2 separate regions of the Anas platyrhynchos genome follow, and region 1 is linked to region 2. The links are chromatin contacts, called in public Hi-C maps. All regions are on one chromosome and are shown on one strand. The core of a region is the stretch at or near the end of the contact, and the rest is flanking DNA. Distances in the headings are between cores, read along the strand shown. Region 1 has its middle 110 kb from the start of SPRY2. Region 2 holds the start of SPRY2 (sprouty RTK signaling antagonist 2).

What was found. A called contact is a pair of places that touch in the nucleus more often than the background predicts.
Region 1: a contact with region 2 is called in a Hi-C map of subcutaneous adipose tissue, with 2.3 times the contacts expected there. The contact joins the enhancer-like site here to the promoter of SPRY2 in region 2. A contact is called at or near these places in 2 of 8 Hi-C or Micro-C datasets (skeletal muscle and subcutaneous adipose tissue).

The regions. Positions count from the first base shown.
Region 1 is chr1:161,690,675-161,697,021 of IASCAAS_PekinDuck_T2T, forward strand. No RefSeq gene overlaps it. Among named protein-coding and RNA genes, the nearest start is that of SPRY2, 110 kb to the left of the region's middle. Within about 2 kb of position 2,172, at least 6 of the 8 cell types and tissues checked have an H3K27ac peak or open chromatin away from gene starts, as enhancers often do. A contact at or near this core is called in subcutaneous adipose tissue, where this site is marked.
Region 2 is chr1:161,585,251-161,591,288 of IASCAAS_PekinDuck_T2T, forward strand. It overlaps SPRY2 (sprouty RTK signaling antagonist 2), which reads left to right and starts at 3,287. Exons shown (of 2, transcript XM_027442997.3): 1 at 3,287-4,437.

The sequences.
Region 1 (6,347 bases), core at 922-3,421, 100 kb after region 2:
GTGGACATGTATTTCCCTTGAATCACTTTTAATTCAGAGAGGAACAAAAAATAATTTCCCTGAACTTTGATGGACTATAATGTCTCAGCAAGATTAAAAGCTCCACTTGAATATTTATGTCTAAAAATTTTTATAAACTCACTTGTGGTCATACTCAAAAATAATTTCAGAAAACAACATTCAGATATCATATACTCATATTGAGGAAAATAATAACTGTGATGAGAAACTGGTCAATTTTTATCCAGCTTCTTTTTCTACGTTTTCCTACAGAAAACTCATATCTCCTCCACATGAGGGAGATTTCTAACCAGTCTCATTCTGTTCTCAGTAGATCAGCCCTTTTTCTTTTTTAAAATAAAAGCAGCCCTGTTAATTTTAGATATTATTTAGTGTACTGCATTGTGAGCAGCAGAACTGGCTCACTGCAGCCTCTGACAAGCATTTATACAGCAAGCTGTTCCTGTGTTCAAACACACAGCAAGCTCTGGGCACAACACTGTTCCAAAACCCTTCCCCAGATCCTGTTGACCGTAACACAAAATGCCTGCATGCCTCAAAGTCTCCGTGTAAAATATGTGAGCAGTCCAGGACACCATCCTCATTACAGAATAATGATCATATGCTAATAGTGAGTAATGACCATTACCTAACCTTCATTAGAGAAATATGTCCATGCACCCCAGTTATGGCAGACAGAGGTTTTGTCCTATAGATTTTCCTTCTGGCTTCAAGTATCTCACAGTCTTGGTGCTTATGAAAACACAAAACAGAACTGGAGACACTTTCTATCTGACAACTCCAGACCCCATACTCCTGCTCCTGTTAATTAGACAAGGATTGTTTTCTTAATGTCCCTGCCCCATCCTAATTTGAGCATTCATTCTGTGGTGCAACGATTTAGAAACCTGTGGGGTTGGCAGATAGGAGCTGAAATGCACTGCTTACAGCATGTTTGTTCCTGGAACATCAAGTGCCCAAGAAAGTTTTGTAATAAGTACTTGGAGCCAGAGTAGGTAGACAAGGTTCCTAAAGATTGCTCTGATACAGTTAGGCATTTTTCTTCTTCCTAACATACACAAGTAGCTTTTGTATTTGGATGGTGATTTATTGCTGGAACCCTCAGAAGCAAATAGTTAATAATAATCCCTTGACTTCCACGCGCGCGCGCACACACACACACACACACACACACACACACACAAAGTCTAGGGAAAATTTGGGAGTGTCTGAAGTAGCTTATTGTAAACATATTACTTAGCTCTAATGTTGCAGGGTTTTTAGTTTTCCAGAGACATTAGATGTCTTTGAAAAGCTAAGCAAGTATGCTTTTCAGCAAGGGTTAATGACACACAAACTGAGGCACAAATAGGTCACAGGTGATATAGCCACCAGGGGCAAGACAGAAATCAGGACTTAGGAATGTCAAAGATGATATATGTGCCCCATCCTTGACACTGTGGTACCTCATGTTTGTATGTGGCCATTTGATTAAACCATAAAGTCTTACAATACATGACAAAAGAAAAATGTATAGCTCACTTTTCCTTTTATTTTGATTTTTAATAAACACCATGAGTGAATCATTCTGAATGTTATGCTGAATGTAAAAAAAAATAATAAATTAATTTAAAAATCACTGTAGAGTAGTTTACTTTCATCAAGCCACTTCCCTTATAGGATCTAACCTGATTCTTTTCAAAGCACGAGTAACAGGAGTAAGACTTTTCCAGTCTTTTTTATTATTTTTTTTTCTGCTGTCCTCAAAGGGGTTAAAAAGGTCTAATACAAAGGAGTTAAGCAATGCCTGAAACGGGATAATAAATGTGACACTCTCTGACTATCAGTAGCAAATATTTGAGCTTATCAAATAACGGAGGAAGTAGTTTAGTTACAAATAAACCAATCTCTCATAAAACAAGTCTTCACACAAGGTAATTTCATTGAACTGGAGACAGCTAAAGGCCACTGGCGGGCAGAACTCCCACTCTGTGTGCACTTCGTAACAGTCCCGCATGATTAATGGGCAGCCAGGAGGGAGGCCGAGCCTGGGGACGCCGCCGAGGAACTGAGCTGGGCTTCATATCAGCAGAGCAGCCATAAATAAGGCACCTCAGAGTTACTGCGAGGAAGTGACTCATCCTTCTGGAACACAGCAGGATTTGTGCTTTCTCTGGCTCGTCCCCCTCCCCCTCTCACCCTTTTTTCCTCCACAGCGGAGACCAGCATGTCCTGGAGACTATAGTAGATGTCACCGCTTGGCACTTGCTGTGTAAAGAGAGGACAAATATGTGGGTGTGATGTGGATCTGGAACGATAGCCTTAAAGCTGCAGTGCTCACTCTTTAGGGAGCATCTGGGCTGAGGCAAGCCCAGCAAAATGTGTTTCTAAGGGCAGCTTCTTCGAGGAAGATACTCAGATACTGCTTTTCATTTTCACAACATCTAAACAAGCAGAGCATGAGTATAGCACTATTCATTAGCAGGAAAAGACTTTATTTCCAAAAGTTATGCAAAAGGGCTAGCAACTGAGATACAAGAGAACTGAAGCAAAAAGAAGTGGAACTGAAGCAGAAGGAGTAGCAATATACCCCAGACTACACTGGGAGTTAAGGTGCAGTTTCACAACTGGGTTAGCACTGATGGAAGCACAGGACATTGCTGGAGGGCCCAGGCCATGAGCTCCCACCCCCTTCCTAGCAGCTGCTTCTCAAGAGACATGATCCCACATCTGCACGACCTGTGGCAACACAAGGATCTTTGGGGAAGGAAAGCAAGATTATTCTTCTGGTAGTAGTGTACCCTTAGTGACATTTGTAGGTTGGACTCAGGTTTTTTTTGATAATAAGAGAATGTGACCTCACCGTAAGAGTGCAAGAAACCCATTCATACCACAAAGTAAATCCATTTTCTGCCTCTGACTAAACAGCAAGAAGTCCTGATAGGTATCAGTAACAAAAAATATTTTTTCTCTTTTGTTTTTTCAGGCCAGCATGACTCTTATTTACTATGCTATTCATAATACACTAATTATGCACACATTGACTTTAATCTCCACTTGCTTCTGTCTAAGCTTGTGAAAAGCATTTGCAGATTATAGAGACTGATAGTCTTGTTCTTGTTTCAGAATACAAAGAAAACCTAAAAAGTGCTATAATAGAGAAAATCAGAAAAGCTGTGTTTGAGGCAGTGGTCTGCTGTTTATTCATGTATACATACTTCATATAAGTGAATCTCTTTCTATATTTTCTACATATATAGATGTAGAAATATACATGAAAATATGTAAGTATAAAAGCAGATCCAAAACAAACTATGTAAAGGCGGTAGTTTTTGAAGTCCACCTCATTCTCATCACTGCTGTCTTTGGAGTAGCTATTAATTACAACACTGTGGAAAAGTTCATTAACACCTTACTGTCTAGTTAGACTTATCTCTACTTTGCTAGCTAAAAGTCAAACATACCAATACTTCTGGAAGTAACTATAATCAAATCACCTGAACAGCTATTGTACTTTGTCTTCAGGGCAAAACAGAATTTAGTGCCTTTTAAAAGAGCTTTGAATCATACCAGTAATCCAGTGAACTCATTAGTGTAAACTGTGACTTTCAGGGGCAAAAGTGATGCACTTTCAGTGCACTGTGGTTAAAAGATATTCTGGCTGGATGGATGTGGGAAGTGCCTTGGCTGCGGCAGCTAAACGCGCCTGCAATTTTAAAACTTTAGACTCAAGAGATCAAAAAGAAACTGTGATCTTCCACATAGGCATGCCAATAGCTTGGATCCTGAAATGGTCCAAGGGGAGCAATAGTCTTAATAGCTATGTAGGTTATAACTTGCTTGAAGGTGATGAAAAGAAAGAGTGAAAATTTTGATGTATACAGAGCACATGTATAAAATGGGAAAAGCAAAACAAAACCCTGCTATCCAACACCTTGGATAGGCCCAGAGTCTACAAAATCACCTTGCTTGCCCTCTGTGTTATAAAAAAATGAGTTTCTATGTGAAGGGAAGGATGAAATCTACTCTACAGGCTTACTGATGTTTTCCCATCTCCCAGTCCCCATACCATGAACTGTCTTTGCTCCCTATTTAGACTTCCATGGTGTTAATTACAATTTTACTAATCTTTCAGTAAACACCTGAAATATTTCTTAAAAATTTAGAATCACAGAATCATAGAATATCCTGAGCTGTAAGGGACCCATAAGGATCATCAAGTCCAACTCCTTGAGCCACTCTTTGACCTGACACTTGTGAGTACAGGCTGCATAATTACAGGAACAAAAATCCCACGTACAGGAGATGTGGGAATGAGAAGTGTTACAATATGTCATGTGAACTTTTCCATGTTTACTGGGAATAAAAGGGATTTCTTATGACAGAAAGAGCCCTAACTTGCATCCCATGGACTGAACGAGCATTAAAGTTCAAGTCGTAAGGTCTGGGAAAGGTGAAACAAAACTACACATCCTCTACCCAGCTGACCAAATGAAAACTGATGAAAACTGTATGCTATACAGAGAAACTATTGAAAGAAAATGCAGTATTAACATCTTTTTTTTTCCCCTCCTGAATATTGCCTGTGAAGCAAGGCTGTAGTGCAAGGGTTAAAGGAGCTCAGAAAGTCCTGGTGTCCTTTAGCTAGGGGCGGAGACACCCTGCAAAATAGATGCCTGTGCTGCTTTGCTTGGGAAGCTTTTAGATTAGTGTGCTTCCAGCTGCATTTCCTTGAAACTGATTTAGTTTCAGCCCATATCAGACTCCTTTCACAGAGCTATTCCTATTCAAAATAAAGTGCTTTAAGAAAAGCACTGTGATGGGGTTTAAAGTAATCCAAAAAGTATGGGTTGGCTTAGAATTTTTGTTACAGCTAAAAAGGCCAGATTCAGGACAGGAGGATAACAGAAATTATGCCTCTCTGTACATTCTAAGCCTTTTTTGACCTAAGGCATTTACTACAAAGCACAGGAGGCTTTGCCATCTCTCACACGGTTTACAGTAAGGGAGGTACTTCTCTACTTCCCATTAAGACTTGTTTCATTACAAGATATCACTTAAAATTATGCTGAATTAACTCTCTCTGAAAATGCTCTCTCTCACAATAGCCACAGTCATTTCTTGATGACTGAAATATCATTCTGAAAATACTGTCCGATTGATTAACCCAGAAACAGCAGTTGTTTTCTGATGTAACCATCCCATAAGCAATGATTACATTTTTTTTTCCTAATACCAAACAAAGTATGTTTTTAACATAGATGTTAAAAATCAAGTGTTCATGAACAGTGTTTATCATGTGAATGATAGCCAGGCATATGTTTTTAGAAAATAATTTATTTAAATTACAAGATTGCCAAGGGGCTGAGTGAGAACAATAAAGAAAAATGTCATTGTTCAAGCCCTGCACACAAAGAGTAGCAGAGGAAACATCAAGTCTGCAGAACTCAGGAGCTCTTCCAAATCCCATCACTGGGAGCAGGCACTATCTGTGTCCTCACTCCCCAGTGGACCCCAGCCCAGGAAGATCCAGGTGAAAGCTGGGACTATTCTAAAAGGCATCAGGCATGGTCTTTGCAGGGACTCTAAAAATGCCACAATGTATGCTTACTGGTAAGCACAGCCATAGTAAGAGATTTATTATCCAAAAGAGAATTGTGATCTAAGTAAACAAGTCGGACAATGGGCTGGAGAGAAACGATGGAATACATACTGAGCAGAGTGATGATTTGCATCTTCTTAAACTTCAGTCTTCTTCATTTAAGGATATTTGTTTTTTTGTTTGTTCATTTTTCTCTAAGAGGAAGCAGTACTTTCTTAAACTCCTGGAGAGGGGTTTATTAGATGGTGTTTTACTAAAATGAAAGACAAAGGATAGAAGGGAAATGGCACAAGAGGAAGAAGACTGGAACAGAAGTGGAATGAATCCAAAGCAAAGAGAATACACAGGAAGAGACTGTAGAAGGCTCCTGCACATCCCGAACAGCATTGCAAAGTAAGTCAAGAAGTTGAAGGCATGGTTAAAAAGATCTAGTAGCAGTCCAAGAGCTGTGAAAAGATGGAGTGGGCAGTTTTGATGTCAGACCCTGAACCTATCCCAACAACAAGAACAAAAAAATTTAGTGGCAATATCTTAAAACTTGCACATATAGATTTTTTATGTCATGGCTTTTGTTGGAACAACTCAGCTCGAAAAGATCACCATCAGATGTTGAGGGAAACTGGCAGATCAGGTGGAATTTGCACAGCTAATGTACCGAAACTGCCACCACTTTCTGGGAGAGTTTCACCAGTCCTTGTTCAAATCACATGCAGAAGGAACATATATGCCTAGAGACATTTTTGGG
Region 2 (6,038 bases), core at 2,037-4,536:
TGAGTAAATTACAAAGAAAACCACAAAAGCAAAACTAATGGTATTGAATCACAGGTATATATATATATTTTTCTCCATTAAAAAAAAATTCATCCATTCACCATAAAGACTTCTCTGTTTTTCTGTACACTACATGTAAGTGTCCTGGTCTGCCCTGAGAATCTTAGTGAACTATCAGTAGGCAAAAAGCTTTGCAGCTAATCACAAACTGCTATAAAAAATTCTGTAACTCTCTTATGTGCATTACCTTTTTTTTTTTTTTTTTAATAAAAAGTTACAGACATGAAAGGCAATCAATTAAAGTTTTAAGTTTCTAAAGAAATGCAGGGCATTAGAAGCAGCATGTAGCCAAACTTAGTCCTTCCAGGATGTGCAGAATCAATATCCTTCTATCAGTGCATTAACTCATGAGCTAATGCACAAAAAGTTCTGGCAGTCAGCAGATTCACTTCACATTTATTCCCTTGTTAGAATCAGTTCCTTACTTATGAATGAACTCCCATTTCCTCTACAGAAAGAGGGAATACAAACTGTTGTTGGGTCTTGGGTCAGAAAATTAAATAAAGTAAAATCTTATGAGACAATTTCAGGATGTTGATGAAAAGTTTCAACTATTTCAGATAGATCTCACATTATAGACCTCCCTCAGCCCAACCCTTCACCTGAAGTCACTGGAATTGCTCCTATTCTAAGAAATCATAAACATATATATGTATCTATGTACACATATATGTACAACAGCTACATTCCTGTGCTGAGAATGTATTCAAGGTCTGCTTCGGCTAAAAGCAAAAAAAAAAAAAAAAAAAAAAAAAAAAAAAAAAAAAAAGATCTTGCAGTTGTTAGAGCAAACCACTAGGGGAAACATAGTCACATGCATTAACCCACTGTCCATTACAAGAACCGTGAAATGTGAGTGATGTATGTAATCCTGTGAAAGCTGGTCTCAAAAAATCGTCAAATTGAAGGTCTGTGAATTCAGCTTTGAGATCGCAATATGAAAATATATATATATATATATATATATATGTATGTATGCTTAATTTTTCATACCTGTACATTGTTATTGATTATCTGTATGCAAGCTAAGTAGATAATCTGGTGCACAAATCTTTGCAGGTTTGGTGCTTCTCTTTCAAACTAAGCAATAGTAGGATGCTGTATGTATGCTTTTACTTTTTATGTTCTCTCTCTCTCTCTCTTTTTTTTTTTTTTTTTTTCCGATGAGATTGATACTTCACCATTTTGCACACTTGACTGGCTCTACGAATACAAACAGCTTCACTGTTTTCATATCCATTATTAGGACTACTCACTATATTAAGTGTATACACCTGTACTTGAGAACTGGCATTTAAATTGCTGATTGCACCACTGACTGCCCCATTTAAAAAAAAAAAAAATGTTATTATGATTTTTTCAGTTTATGTACTCCATTTATATGCTGAGAAATAATCTAACAGACTCATACAAAGAGTTCTTTACATATTTTTGGCTTTACTATGTGGGAGGAAGTGATTTTTCTCTCTTTCCACAGCAAAGTGAAATTAACATTGTGCCTTCTGTCTGTCCAGTGTTTAGTGTTTTAACCTGTGCACATCCTTCACGGATGAACCCCGTGGATTTCCTCGAGGAAACAAGAGTCCTGACCATGCAGTGCTCCCCTGAGGATGTGCGGGTCCACCCGCGGCGAATCCACAGGCACGCTCTGCAGTGCGGCTCCAAGCAGGGAGCTTCCTTCTGCGCTTCGCTTTGCAAACGATGTCCCCCAACACCTCGTCCCCCAACACCCCCAACTCTGGGGATCCTGATGATCGCCCACTGCAGAGCGTTAAGGGCCTAGGGCTCCCACGGGGGGCTCCGTGTGTCTGTCCCCGTCCTCCTTCCGCGCACCCCTGCACTCCTTCTGGCGGGGAGCCCTCCCTAAAAGCGATCCCTGAGCTCCTCAGGGCTCCGGCAGAGGGGCTCCATCCGCGTCTCCCCCGGGGCGAGGAGGGTGGGGACGGGAAGGGGGCAGCATCCGAGCCGGGGCAGCAGCATTGTGCCCAGAATATGCTGGTGAAGTCCCCGTGGGAGGACGAATGTGGACCTGTGCTACCCGATGCATCCTCCCGTGAAGTGACTACGAAAAATAACGTGTGGCTGCACAGTGTTACTGCGGAAGAATGGATACCGACCTAGAAAATTATGAAAACCTGAAGGCCGTCAGTGTATTATACTGCTCTTTTTTTTTTTTCTTCTTCTTCTATGTTTATTAATAACGACCACCTCATTCAAAAAGTGGTGACTAGCAGGTGTAGAAGAGGAAGTGCCTGCAAATTGCCTCCAGTATTTTAAAAAGGGCTGTTGGATTTTTTTTGCACCGAGAGTAGCTCATGTAAATAATGCAATGCATTACTGCTCTGCACGCCGTGTATATTTTAAGCAGGGCCACACGTGATACGGGCATATTAGCACTCTGTGCATGCCTACGTGGATACACTGCTTTGCGCGCTTAAAGATACATGTAGGAGCAAGATGCCCGGGCCCTGCGACAGTTGGTGACTGAAGCTCGCCCAAAGGGCACCGTGTTAGGGGACGCTCAGAAGATGAACAGTCACGTTTGGGAGCTGCTCCCACAGGCGAAAGGGCATTAACTAGAACAACAGCAACCAAGTTTTATTTTTTTCTTTTTTAAAAAAAGCAACCTAAACAAGTAAAGTAAAAGGAAACAAAGTAAAATGAAATGAAATAAAGAAAAACAAATAAAATAAAAATATAAAATAAAATAAAATAAAATAAAATAAAATAAAATAAAATAAAATAAAATAAAATAAAATAAAATAAAATAAAATAAAATAAAATAAAATAAAATAAAATAAAATAAAAATTAATCCTATCCCCTCCCCCGTCGCCCGGGGCACGGAAAGCACCGCGGCTCGCTGTCAGCAGCCTGGCCCGGGCCCCCGCCGCAAACCCTGCGGGGGATTTGCTGCTTTCCCCCCCCCCCCCCGACCACCCCCACTCTTGCGGAGCCCGGGGCCCCGCTCCGCACCCCTGCGTTTTCAGCCGCGGCACAACGCCCCGAGGAATATGCAGCCCTTCTTCCTCCTCCCCGGCTTGGCCAGGGGCTTGTTGCTGAAAAGGAAGGGGTGGTGTTGTGGGGGGGGGGGGGGAAACAGAAAGTTAAAGTTTTATTCCACTGAGTGAGTGTGTGTGGGGGGGGGGGGGGGGCAGGAGTGGGGGAAGGGAAGCACCTGGGAACGGGTCTCCTTGCCCGGGAGAAGTCAGCTCCCCTGGGCCGCCCTGTAAAGCGAGCGCTGCCTGCCTCTGAATAAACACACGCGAGCACAAAAGCAGCCCCGAGCGCCGTGCGAGCGTGCACGGAGCAGCCTCCGGTGGAGCCGGGCGGCGGCGCGGCCGCAGCAGCGGGGCCCCGGGAGCGGGACTGCGGGGCTCCCCAGGCCGGGGCCGGGGCGCTGGTGGCAGCGGTGCTGGTGGCGGAGGCAGCGCTGCCCTTTTGAATGCCTCCCACAGCTCGGAGTGCTGGCAGGGCGCTGGGAGCGCCAGTGAATGTAGCCCCGCAGAGCCAATGAGCTGGGACCGGATGCGATATATCCTCTGGGACAACAACTGCTCTGTTCCTCCTCAGATCCACATGACGCCATTTACTGCTGCTTTTGCAGAGAGATCACCCTACCTCCTCCGGAAAGAAAAAGAGAGAGAGGGGGAGAGCGAGCGAGCAGAAAAACGCCGAGCCCCTACAGCTCAGATCTCAAATCTTCCTCCTCCTCCTCCTCCTCCACCTCCTCCAAACACACAACAACAACCACCACCACAAATCCGCTGCGCTCCCAAAACACCCCCCCGATTGCAAACCACAGCGCTGCCTGCAACACACGCTCGCAGAGGGAGCGAGAAAGCTAGAGGGAGAGAGGGTAGAGGAGCTTGCAGCGAGCAGCCTCTCAGCAGAACGGCTACATTGCACAAGTTGCTTTTTTGGAGGAGCTCAGTGGAAGAAAGCTTTGGGATTTTATTTTAGATCCACTTCATTTTGTTTTCTTTGGCTTTCCCCTTCCTCTCGATCATTTGCAACAACAACAAAAAAGTGACTTGGTATTGGCGATTCGGCCTCCTGTTCATTGACGAAAAAAGGAAAGTGTATGTGAGAGTGATTTGTTTTTAGGAGCAAAGAAAACCCATCCAGATCCGGAGAGGTGTTTTTATTATTATTATAGTATATACGCGCACACACGTATTTATAATCGATCTGGGGATAGGGACCTAACTTTGCTCTGGACTTTTTACGTGGTGATCATTCTTACTCTAATTTGCAAGTTGGACTAAAGCAGAGTTTGGAAAAGAATTTTTTTTTGCTTTAGGGCTGGATTTATTTGCAAACCGCAGGAAGAAGAAAATACAAGAGAGAGAGGGGTTTGGTGCAGCGCCGCGATCACGGTGAGAGCCTTTTCCTTCTTTGCAAAACAAGCTTTTCAGTAACCCCCCCCCCCCCCCCTTGGTTGCTCCAAGAAAACTCGTGGAAATGTTTGAGGCCGATCCCTTTTCCATTCGCACAGGTTCTCCCTCTCCCCCCTTCCCCTCTCCTTCCTTTCCCAGAGAGGAGCTGGAGGTGGGATTTCGGAGCGGTTTCTCTCGGGGGGGGGAGCTCCGCTGGGGTTTTGCGGGCTGAGCCGCGTTTGCGCCCCGCTGGGGTGCCGCGGGGGGCGGAAAGCTGCGCGGGGGCCGCGGGACTGCGCGGGGGTCGCAGGCAGTGGCAGCGGGGTCTGCAAGGGGAGGCGGGGGGCTGCGACGCGATCTCCCTGCTGCGAGCAGCAGGGCACGGGCGGTCCTGAGCGCCCCAGCCCCGCCGGGCACGCGTGGGGGCTTCCGACGAGCCCCCGAGGGGTGAAGGGAGGGCGCGGCGGGGGTGGCGAGGGCAGGGGCTGCTTGTGCCCCCCGGCCCGAGGGAGAGCGAGCACCCCGCCTTCCAGTGCGTGATTTACGCCCGTCTTGTCGTGGCGTTGGGAGATCCGTGCAATTCGGAAGTGAGTGCACGCCTGGGATAAATATGTGTGTGTGTGTGTGTACATGTATATTTCTCGTGTGATGAAATCAATTCGATCCAGAAGACGGGGAAACTTCTCCCCCCACGTTAAAGTGTGCAGAGTGCATATGTGGAGGAGTAGGGAAGCTTCTATTATTTTTTATTTTTTTTTAACCTTTTGGTGGGTTTACTGTGCAGCAGCCCTCATACAAAAAAAAAAAAAAAAACCTGCTGGTGTTTTCTGCAAGTTATTTGTGTGTCAGTTTGCCCCACCCCGATGGTAAAGTCCCTTTTGCCCTAATCCATAGTCCGATCACACACTCGGCCCTTAATGGGGGTTTCAAAGCACTTTGAAAGAAGAGGAGGTGGTTGGTGTGTGTGCGGTGGGGATGGGGGTGGGGGTGCCTTGCACAGGCTCCGGACACAAAACAGAAATTCACGGCCAGAGGACTTCTCCCCCTTAGGCTCTCCTTCTCCCAGCCAGCGAGACACGGGGTTTTTCCACAGCAAGCAAGAAGCCCCTTGTGCTTCGCAGTTCCCCAAACTTGCGAGCACAAAACCCGGCCCCCCGCTCGCCCTTTTGAAAATCCCAGCTAGGAAAAGTTAGCAATCATGGCACTTGAGCTCTGCGAGAGTGGACTTTGGCTTTTGGAAGTGGGGAATGGTGTTATCACCCACACGCACACACAAAAAGGCCAGCGCTGCTTCCCTGGGCTTGGTGGATGGAAAGGCGAGAAGTGGTGGGTCAGAGGAGTTTTCAGGCATACGTGTGTTTGCAAATAAGCGTGCTGGAGCTTTACATCTTGACCTGTTAGCAGATCTATCAAAGAGAGAGGAAGGCAGACCGCCCGGCTAGGACTGATGTTCAGCTAGAAATGCCTCCTGGGCAGGGGCGGGAGGGGGGAACTGAAGTTCAGACAACTCGCTGAGAATGGGTAAAGCGAGAGGAGCTTTGTGGACCTGAAGGGATGCTTATGGCGAGGCGAGAGGGGGTAATCTGCCTTTACCCAGCTGT